Linked DNA regions of Mus musculus: region 2 is linked to region 1. Evidence: chromatin contacts called from public Hi-C data. All regions are on one chromosome and are shown on one strand. The core of a region is the stretch at or near the end of the contact, and the rest is flanking DNA. Distances in the headings are between cores, read along the strand shown. Region 1 overlaps Rgs7 (regulator of G protein signaling 7). Region 2 holds the start of Exo1 (exonuclease 1).

What was found. Hi-C and Micro-C count contacts between places; a contact is called where the count stands out from the background.
Region 2: a contact with region 1 is called in a Hi-C map of B cells, with 17 read pairs. The contact joins the promoter of Exo1 here to the enhancer-like site in region 1. A contact is called at or near these places in 2 of 39 promoter capture datasets (liver and pre-B cells), 1 of 484 Hi-C or Micro-C datasets (B cells), 2 of 115 datasets of contacts at active chromatin or transcription factors (bone marrow-derived macrophages and embryonic stem cells) and 1 of 9 other capture datasets (pancreatic islet).

What each region holds. Positions count from the first base shown.
Region 1 is chr1:175,466,122-175,471,532 of GRCm38.p6, forward strand. The region is part of intron 2 of Rgs7 (regulator of G protein signaling 7); the gene reads right to left. Among named protein-coding and RNA genes, the nearest start is that of Rgs7, 24 kb to the right of the region's middle. Within about 2 kb of position 3,145, at least 18 of the 459 cell types and tissues checked have an H3K27ac peak or open chromatin away from gene starts, as enhancers often do. A contact at or near this core is called in B cells, where this site is marked.
Region 2 is chr1:175,877,987-175,883,397 of GRCm38.p6, forward strand. Exo1 (exonuclease 1) reads left to right here and starts at 2,792. Exons shown (of 15, transcript NM_012012.4): 1 at 2,792-2,870; 2 at 3,146-3,214; 3 at 4,909-5,082. The coding sequence starts at 4,922. Gm36360 (a long non-coding RNA gene) reads right to left here and starts at 2,769. Exons shown (of 3, transcript XR_373723.2): 1 at 2,686-2,769.

The sequences.
Region 1 (5,411 bases), core at 1,895-4,394:
TCTTCCTGGATGTTATGAGGTAGACTCAACTTCCCTGTCACACTACACCCCCTCCATGAAATCTCTGAAACTGTGAGGAAATATAAACCCTTCCTTATTTAAATAGTTTGATTCAGTATTTTGAGAACCTTGATGGCTAACACACAGGTAAACTGATTTATAATTTTTAAGAAGGATCTGGGTTCAAGTAATCAAAACAATGAGGACTTAAAGGGTCGGGGGGATTATCTCATACAGCTAGAAAATTATCTCATACAGCTAGAAAAATCCACTAGAAAAATACCTGCGGCTTGAGTTCTGCTTTTTATTGTAAGCTCAGTATGACCTTGTGGGACCATGGGACTGGTTTAATCAAAACAGCTTTTGAAAGCACTGGTCTGTTAAGAGGGTGATGCTGTCTGGAGAAGCAGTGGTAAGAGATTCACAGGGCACTGCCAGACAAGCCACGTGAGGACCTTCACTAATTTCTGACACTGTATTTCATCTGAAACACAGCAGCCATAGCCTCTTATGCCCCATAGCAAAATAAGTCCTGTTGCTGTGTGTGGGACACAACTGTGCTGGCCTGCCAATCCGTCTCCACTCACTGCTTTTCCATGATTCTTGTGTGTGTTCTTCTCTGGTAGATTTTCATCACTTGTTTTTGAATTCCTCCCTCCAGAAAATTATATATATATATATATATATACATATACATATATATATACATATATATATATATATATATATATATATATATACTTAATGAGCCATTTCAAATATGCTGCCAACTACAGATCCTCTCTAAGGAAAAAAAAATCACAGGATCTAATTAAAGCAAAGGAGTCTTTCCTTAGGTCAAACATTTACCCATTCTTTGTTCTGATGTTATAGAATACATAATTGTCTGTAAGATTGGAAGGAGAAAGAAAGCTGGTGAATATTTACTGAGACTCTATTCCATTTAAAGTAGAATAATACAACCGTTAAGTGAGCGGGGGTCAAAACAAAGATCTGGATTCAAGTACTGGCGATGCCATACATCGTTAGCCTGAGTATGAGTGTGTGTGTGTGTGTGTGTGTTCCTCTCCCCTGTACATACACACACACACACACACACACACACACACACATACGTGTGTGCAGATACATGGGTATGTACATTCAGATGCCAGAGGAGAATGCAGGTTGTCTTCTAGTTCACTCCACCTTACGATCCTGAGACAAGGCTTCTCACAGAACCTGAAGCCCACTGTTTCAGTTAGGCTGACAGGCCAGTGAGCCTCTGGAATCATTCCATCTCTGCCAACACTCCCTCTCAGCTTTGGGGTTGAAGACACACTAAGCCATGCCTGACTTGTAAGTGTGTGATAGTGATTCAAGGCCACGTTCTCCTGTTTATACAGCAAACGCTGTTAACTACCAAGCCATCACCCCACTCTCATGGCACATTCCTTAACAAACCTGTGAATAGTGTAAAGATTAAATTATATCCTGTGTGTGCAGTGCTGAGCACAGTGAAGTCATGTAGGGGGAAGAAGACAATTTTCTTCACCATGTGTTTGCTATGGATATTTCTTCTTGTTCTTCGTATTGCTACTTGTTCATATTTGGTACCTCAAAACTAGGTTTTAAGATCAGGGATCCAGCAACTACATCTGTCAGTTAATTTCCTTACGGACCCATTGATTTCTCCTAGTTAATGGCTCTGAGGAAAAAAATAAATAAGCAACTTTTCATAGTTAAAGCCCTGGACAGTTTCTCAAGCCAGTGAGCTGTTTGATCATCAATGTTTTACAGAGGTGAGGAGGCACCCATAGCTTGTATCTGACACCTGAAGGGAAGGAGTTAAAAAGCGATTCTTCTTTAATTCCCAGCACAAAGATTTATGGAAACATAAGATGAAAATGATCAGTGTCATGAAAGAAATACCAACTAAACTGCTGGAAGGAGCTGAACAGATAGGGGAGTGTTAAACTCTAATGGTCCAAATAAACAATATAGTCTCTAACATTGTCTGTGGTTGACTTTTTGGTCTGACTGTCCCACTTGACCTAGCCCCAGCCTTTTGTTTACAGTCCTTAGATTTTCAAGAAGTTGACTTATAACACTTACTGCAAAAAACACTGTGTCATTTTTAAAAGTATTCATATCAGAAAGAGAGTGATAAGCATCATAGGCAGGGTGTGTTCTCAAGCACCAGCCTATGAGAACGGTTGCAGGGGCTTGCTGGTAGGAGATGCTGAAAAGGCAGAGGTAGGAGGATGCTGAGTTCAAGGCCCACCTGAATTAAGCCTGTGGACCATCAAGTTGATTTGGCTGATAAAAGTATTTGCTGCCAGGCCCGGTAACCTGAATTCAATCCTTAGATCCCACATGGTGTAAAAAAGGGAAACTGACTCCCAAAAGCTGTATCCACACATGGTCTCTGTGACACATGGGTGCCCACATACATACACACAAATATACACACCAAGTAAGTAAATAAATGTAAAAATAAAATTTAAAAAGCAAATGAGACAATAGCCGACCTGTAAACAGTCAAACAAAATCGAAGCATTTATTCTGGAAAACTGAAAGCTTGGGGGAGCCAGGACTGACGTGTCAGTATGGATAAGTGTTCTTGTATAAAAGGGAAGTACATAGATAGCCTATGTAGATCCAGTCATTCACACAGAGTATCTATGTAAACCCAGAAATGTAAATAGAACCATGGGAAAGAGAGTGGGAAAACAGACTTTATATGAATGGACATCACTAACACACAGTGAGGTGGCCAATCACTGCTAGCTCCTGCGGATGTGGAGAGATAAATTCAACTCCACAAGTTCATGGGGGAGGGAGAGGCCTAAGGGCTTCCATGGTAACCCACAGCCTAAGAAGTCATGAGATATCTAAAGCCATGAAACTTTTCCCTTTTAGGAAACATTGTGTCTGTGATAGGAAGTTTGTTTCTGAAAGCCTAATTGCATTTCCTGTCTAGCATCTGCATGTTTGGGGCCAAAGCAGAAGCAAACACGGTCCGCAGCTTGGACATGCTTGGAGAGTTCCATTCTTAAAGGCTGTGTGAGTCTCCATTCAAATGTGCATGAAGGAAACGGGGGGGGGGGGGGGATAAAATGTCATCTTTAGAACATTCAGGGAGTTCTCTGATTTGCTAAGCGGCCAGCACCCCATCCTCACCCACTTCATTTCCACAGCTTCCTGCAAGGGAGGAAGCGTTTACCTCAGACAACGAACAGCAAGGCTGAATTATAGCCAACAGAAAAAAAATTACAAAAAAAAAATTACACAAGAAATAAGTACTGTTACATTTTGAAACTTAGATCACAGAGAAAAAGGTGTAAGTTGTAACTTAGAACAAATCTCCAAGCCGAGCCACTAAAACCATCAACTCTGACAACACTGCCATTAGCTCCTTTTGCTTTCTGACTGCTTTCATCCTCTGGAGACCTTCGAAGCTACTTGTTTTGATTTGAAAGCACACTCTGTGAGATATGGTTATGCAAATGACTCACAGATGGAGCTGCACCATAGCAAAACCAATGTCTCATCTGGGACATTCCTTTTTTTTTCTTTTTTCTTTTTGCATCTTAATTTCCCATCTTTATGTCTAAACATATGGGAGCCAAAGGTGGATGTCAAAGTATCTTCCTCAACTTTTTCTCCACCTTATTTCTTGAAACAGCATCTGTCATAGAACCTGAAGTTAACATTTCAGCCAGGCTGTCTAACCAGCAAGCCCACACCCTCACCTCTACCCCCACCCCCGATCTCTGCCTCCCAGCTCAGGGTTACAGGCAGATGCGACTATAGCCAGCTTTTATTGGGGTTCTGCAGATCCAAACACAGGTCTTCATGCTTGTACAGAAATTACCTTAGCCACTGAGCCATCTCCACAGCCCTTTAATTTTCTCTTCATCTTAACAGAAAGTCATTCCTCAGTATGTCATTGTTTTATTAAATTTCTGTGGAAGTTAGATGGCTTTCTCATGAATCTAAATTGTAACAGAGCCACACGCACACAGTCCAATTCTGTGATGTTTACAAAAACCAAAAGTCATAACCACGAAGGAACTTGCTTAGAAATCTACCATCCACAGGTTAGTGACATGTAAACACTCTTGGAAGTGTTTCACCCACTAATGCAGAAGAAAGAGGAAAAGGCAGACTGAAAGTCCTGTGTTGGTCTAGGGTAAGCAGCTTATGGGCAAAGCTTTTCAGAGTTCTTACCTTCTGAACTGAAGGTTTGAGTATAGAAGTTAATTAAGAAACCAAGTCAGGTCGGGTGGCACACACCTGAAAATTCAGTGCTCAGAAGACAGGGGAGGAAGGGTCATGTGGCTAGCCTGAGCTACACAGCAAGACCCTGCCTCAAGAAAATAAATACATAAATGAATGAATTAGTAAATAAAATTAAAGTTAAAAAGTTGTTTTCTCTTCAACAGTAATCATGGTTCTACTGACCACAGGGGCCAAGAACATGAGATTCACCCTCCTATTTTCACTTCTTCATTTCTACTGAGATATGGGGGTGCAGAGTCCCAGTACCAAAGCTAGTCATAAAGATCACTTGAGCATGTAAGATTCTCTTGGAACCCCAATGACACTACCTGCCCCAAACCTTTTGTGCTAGCCTGCACCTCTCAGAAGGTGGGGTGTGGGAAGGGCTGGTTCTGCGGTGAGATGGAGACAACGTTGAGAAGGCACTGTCTACACTGAGGACATGGCAGAAGGGGGCACAGAATGCATTGCATCCCCTTCCTAAACGACAGAACTCAGCCCACTCACAAAGCCCTCGCCCCATGTTTTATGTCTTAAAAGGTCATATTTTTAAGAGTTGAGGAGACAGTTTGGTCAGAATAGTGTTTGGCTTAAGAGTACAAAGAGCTGAGTTAGACCCTAGAACTCATGTTAAAAGGAATGGGAGGAAGAGGGGAAGACAGAGGGAGGAGGGGAGGAGGGAAAGGAGGCATGGTGATCCACTTGTATGCCATCACTGGGGAGGCAGAGACAGATGGATTCAAGGATTATTGTGGCTTGCTGGCCAGTCAACCCTAAACTACTTGGCAAGTTTCAGACCAGTGAGAGAGATTATTTCAAAACACAAGATGGTGGGGGGTTAAGGAACAACAGCTGAGATTGGCCTAAATACACACACACACACATATACATACACACACACACTCACACACATGCATATATGCAAGGTGGGAGCGTGGGGGAGGAGCATTCTTGGAATCTATGTAGTTTTCAGTTTCTTGGACTACTGTGGCATTCTGCATTTTATAAAGAAGAAATTGTAATAAAATTGGGAATTCCTTATAGAAAACCCTACCACCAGCTACAAACACTTCAAATTCATTAGCCAAGGGTGGTGCCACATGCCTTTAATTTCAGGAGGCAGACACAGGCTGATCTCTGTGAATCCA
Region 2 (5,411 bases), core at 1,542-4,041, 410 kb after region 1:
TTCTCTGTCCATCCTCTTCCATTAGGTTGTCAAGGCCTCTTTTCTGCACGAGGTCTCACTATGCAGCTCAAGATGACTTCAAACTCCTCCTCCTGCTGCTGTTGCTGCTGCTCAGTCTCCTTGGTGCTAGCGTTCCAAACCTGTCTTTGGATATCCGGCTTTATAAAATAAATTATACTATTTTTAAGTGTGTGTGTTTGTGTGAGAGAGTGGGAGTGTGTGTGAGTGTCCAGAGTGGCCAAATGAGTCAGATCCCCCGGAGTTGGAGTTATTGGTGGTTGTGAGCCATCCATTATTGGTGCTGGAATCAAATTCAGGTCCTCCTTAACTACTGAGACATTTCTCCAGCCCCAGCATGTCCAGCACAAGTATGTCTATAAACCTCATAGATGTCTGGTATCTAGTGGACTAGAAGAGGCATCAGACCCCCTGGGAACTGAAGTTATAAACAGTTGTGAGTCACCATGTGGATTCTGAGAATTGAACCCAGGTACTCTGGAAAAGCAGCCAGCTATAAACTGTTCAGCCATCTCTCAGGCCCAATATCTCCATTCTTAACTCTGATTTTTTTTCCTTTTTCATGCAAATACATTCAGGCTTTTTGTTTTTGTTTGTTTGGTTTTGGTTTGAGACAGGGTTTCTCTATGTAGCCCTGGCTGTCCTGGATCTCACACTGTAGACCAAGCTGGCCTCGAACTCAGGAATCCACCTGCCTCTGCTTCCCAAGTGCTGAGATTAAAGGCATGAGCCACCATTGCCTGGCACATGCAGGCTTCTTAATATATTAAATGATTATCCTTCTGCTTCTATGAGCTATAAAATATGCATATTTTAAATATACATTTAAAATTTTTCATTCAGATAGATAGAAAGATATATTGTGTGTGTGTGTGTTTTACCACAATATAACAAAGAAAAGAGGACATTAGCCAGATCTGGGCATTTTCTATAACTGTAAATCCACATTCTTTCAGAAAGTCTAATGACTTAAAGTCAATTTGTTTGGGCAAAGAAAAAGATTTACTTGAAAACCAATGATGGTGTAGCTCCCCAACAAAGCCCAGCCTCCTTGGGGCTGCAGTCACGAATATGATCTAGGGATTTGCTGGGGGAACATATCACTGGGGTAGTAGTCCGCCTTACCAGTGCACCAGGTACTCTGTGTTAATTAGTACTTATATATTAATGGATGTTTGGGGTTCTGTAAGTTTAAAGAAAGGTAACACAACAGATAATACCATCGTGCATCTTTTGAGTTCCTTTCCTGGAGAATAACTAATTTGTCACTGAATTGTTAGGATATTAAAGGTGAACCCAGAGAGCAGAGAGGATCACACATGGTATCTTTACATGGAGGGCAAGAGAGAGAAAAGCTTTTTTTTTTACAGACATGGGCAGGGAAGATTCTTATTTTAAAAGATCCTGACAGAATGTAAAAGGTCACAGAAGCCCTGAAATTGGCAAGATTGATGTCACTGTTAGCAGAACTAGCTTCACTGATTTAGAAAAAATAGAGGTGCACAATGCTCTGGCCACTCCTTGAACCTGTGTGTCTGCCAATGTTTTGACCATTCCTTGAACCCATGTGTGTGCCCACTGCTGCACCTCACTGCCAGGTGTTTGTGATATTGGTTGCTGGGAGAGTCAGAAAATCTCCCCAGCAACCACAGCCCAGCCAATCCGGAGTTGCTACACCTGCACCAGACTCTTTCCTTGTACCCCTCCCATACCCATTTCTTGAGAATAGACATTGTTTAGATCTGGAAATCCCCTACTCCCCCCTTCTCCTTCCCCCCAGGGCCTATAAAAACTGAGACCCCTTTCCCCTCAGGGTCGACTCCTCTACTCCTGCGTGGGATGTGAGTCGTCCCCAGAGCTCTAGCTTTCCCCGAATAAAGCCTCATGTGGTTTGCATCAAGCTTGGTCTCTCATGAGTTCTTGGGTGTCCGCTATTGTCCTGAGGCCTGAGCGAGGGGCTCCTCTCGGAGTCTTTCAATTTCACACTTAGATAGCTTCAGTCAGAGGAGTCTGCTGGGGCAAAGACAGTAAGAGACTAAATTATGTACAGTCCGGCTGTGTGACTTCTAAAATTAGTAAGTTTTTAAAAGTCCATTAAGAAGAGAAACTAGAGGGGTTTTCTTTCCTTGATAACACTAGGAAATGTGACCCAATACAACCAACAATATACAGGGTTTAATAACTTGAACCATTGGGCCATTTTGTTTCTTAGTTATAAGGATAACATTTTCCCAACTCGTATCAGGGATAAAGCCATATAATGAATAAAGTGGGTAAGCGCAGACTATAATCAAACTATAGCAACATGAAAGCTTTGTACAAAACTTCAATTTGCATAGAGGTGAGGATGTTTCGGAGACGAAAGACTGTGGTGTTGGCCTGGAATTAAGCAACTATGAACTGGGCTCCTTTTCCGGGTTTAAAATAACAAAATATGTTTGACTCCAAGTTGGGAGTTCTTTAGCACGCATGTACCTGGATCCAGTGGCTTGGTCAAGGGAGAACTACAACTCCCAGCAGCACCGGCGAGAGCGCAACTTCCGGGCCTAGAGTTTCTCTTGCCCCCTCCCTTACCACCACCCCACTTCTCTCACAAACAAGCCGACTTTTCGCTTCTAGCGTCGCCGAGTTCGAGATGGCATTGGCCATTGGCGGCGGACTTCCTACCTTGCAAGGAAGGGCTCAGGACTCGGCTAAGAGGAAAGTCGGGTCATAGAAAGCGGGAGGTGGAGGCTGCGGCTCAGGACGCCCAGGGACGTCATGTCCGCTGGGCGGGGCTTCCCGATCCCGCGCAAATCGAAAGGTCCATGGCTGCGCTTGCAGCAGCCGCTCGCCGCCGTTCTGAACCCCAGGTGAGCGAGCGAGCCCCTATGCGGGCGGCCGGGCGGTCACTGGAGCAGCGGGCCGTGTGGAGGAAAGTGGGGTCCCCATGACTCTGATCCACGTGCCTTCTGCCCCTCGGCGCGAAACCCGGATCTCCGGGAAGTGAGCGGGAGCGTGGAGCGCCTGCAGGCGACTGCCTCGGCCTCCGGGTCTCCCGCTTTCCGCAGAGGCGGGCTGACGTGTGTCCTTACCAACACTCGTACCTAGCGATGAATTCCCTTTGTATATGCTCTCTCCTGTGCAGGTTTGAGGAGCCACGGCGCCTGGAATGGACTTGTGTGCTATGCCTGTTCGTTCGGGAGACGGGACTAAGGTGAAGCCGCTGCTGCTGTTACCTCGGGTACCACCGGCGACCTTCTGGTGTTGATGCGCCACATGGCACTCAGTCACTTCTATACTAAAGAGGAAATATTTATTCGAGATTTAGTTGGCCTAGAAGAAAGAAACTTAAGGAAATTTCACGAAATGTAATTATGTCCCTCCCCCACCCCAACCCCCCCCCCCCCCAGCATGCACGAAATCATGTTTTAGAGACGTTGTCTTTTAAACGTAGTGGACTCGTTTTACACAGACCCACCTGCACCCAAATTGGCTGATGTTTAAAATTACGGGTTCATGCCCCCCTTTAGGGATTCATAGTTAATGGGCATGACCTTAAAGGTAAATGAATCTCTCAAGTGTCAGGGCTGCTAGCTAAGGGCATGGCCACTTTCCTGTGGTGTCAACAGGGCACCTCTGGCTTATCCCATAGTCTTTAAGAACATGATCTTAGGTCTGTTGAATCAGGTGCCTGTCCCTGTGACCTCACTGCTGAGAGAGGGGAAGGTAAGAGTGGAAAATCCCAGAGAGCTCAGCCTAAGACCTAACTAGCCTGGTGGACGCAGCTCAAACAAACAAGGTGGACTGCCTTTCACATCCTCCGATTCAAACTCCATCACGCATGCATCATACACAGAAAGAATAGTTGCAGAGGGTAATAGCCTTTGCTCTTGCAACCATGAGGACCTAAGTTAGAATCCTCCCCCCAGCCCCCTCCCCATTAAAACCCCCTGTGCCTGAGCCTGCTGGTAACTGCAGAGATTGGGAGGCAGAGGTGGCAGATCCCAAGACCTCATTGGGCCTAGTTGGTTCCGTAACACCCTGCCTCAAGGTGATAGACAGGTAGCAATAGAGGAAGACACCCAATGCCTTGCTCTGGGCTCTGCATGGATGTACCCACACACTCATTACATGCACACACTCCCTAATACAAATACCTGATCTTAGATGGTAATACTGTATTGGGAAGTGGCAAGCAGCTGCTGGAGTTGGAGTAGGAAGGCGGGGGTGGGGTGGGGGGGGGTGTTAGTTGCTTTGAAGGGGCTGCCATCTCCAGGACTTCCATGTAAGGACCTAGAAGGGAATGGAAATTATAACTGTTTGTTTCTTGAAGCTGTTTTGCACATCAAACACGGCTTCATGTGTCTTTGGTATAGCCTTCAATGAATCTGATGAAATTTCCCCTAGATGCCACCATGGCTAATTACCAGGGTATTGCTTGGAATAAACCATTCTGGTAGTGTGGGATTGCTGACATGCTTTTCAGTTGAAATGTCTGTCCTTCTCCAAACTTTGGAGTTTCTACACTGAACTTTGGATGCGCCCCTTTAATATAGGGGTGAATATGATACCATAGCATGCAGTGTTATAGGCTCATAGTCCTCTTTTTATGAAAGGAGAGACTCAGTTTTAATGTCTGAGTCCAAGTGTTAAGAGAGATAAGAGCCCACGTTAGGATTGTAAGTATGGAAGCATTTTTGGAAACAAATAACCACGAAGGAACTCCCCAGTGGTGTTCAGGTGAGTGTTGGTGATTAATGAAGTTCTGAGCTACAGAAGTTGCCCGAGAGAAGGCCAATCATTAGCTAAATGTTACTGTCGGTGCTAGACTCCACACTGAATTTCTAAAGCTTTTTGGTAAATCAGCCTTGGTTTCATGTTGCTCTCCTCCCTTTTTCCTTCATGTAGTTAACTTGGCACGATGGGGATTCAAGGGTTACTTCAGTTCATCCAAGAAGCTTCTGAACCTGTCAACGTGAAGAAGTACAAAGGACAGGCAGTGGCTGTGGATACCTACTGTTGGCTTCACAAAGGGGCTATTGCTTGTGCTGAAAAGCTAGCCAAAGGGGAACCTACAGATAGGTGAGTTTGCAGTGTATATCACTTGGTTTGAGAGCTAGAATGGTATGCTTTCTGTTTTTGGGTCAGCCCCAGGTATTTCAGGCTGGCCGGGGATTTGCTATAGCCAAGGATGACCTGGAGGAGGAGTCTAATCCATTGTGCCGCCACTGCCCAGCTTCCTGTATGCCAGGGACTGAGCCCAGGGCATCATGCATGCTAAGCAAGCACGTCTATGAACTGGGCGATATCCACAGCACCTCAGTCCTTTTTCTTTTTCACCTTTGTTTCTCCGGTCATTGTTTCAATAAATACTAGCATTTAATAAGAGCATGTGCTTAGAGCATTGCCAG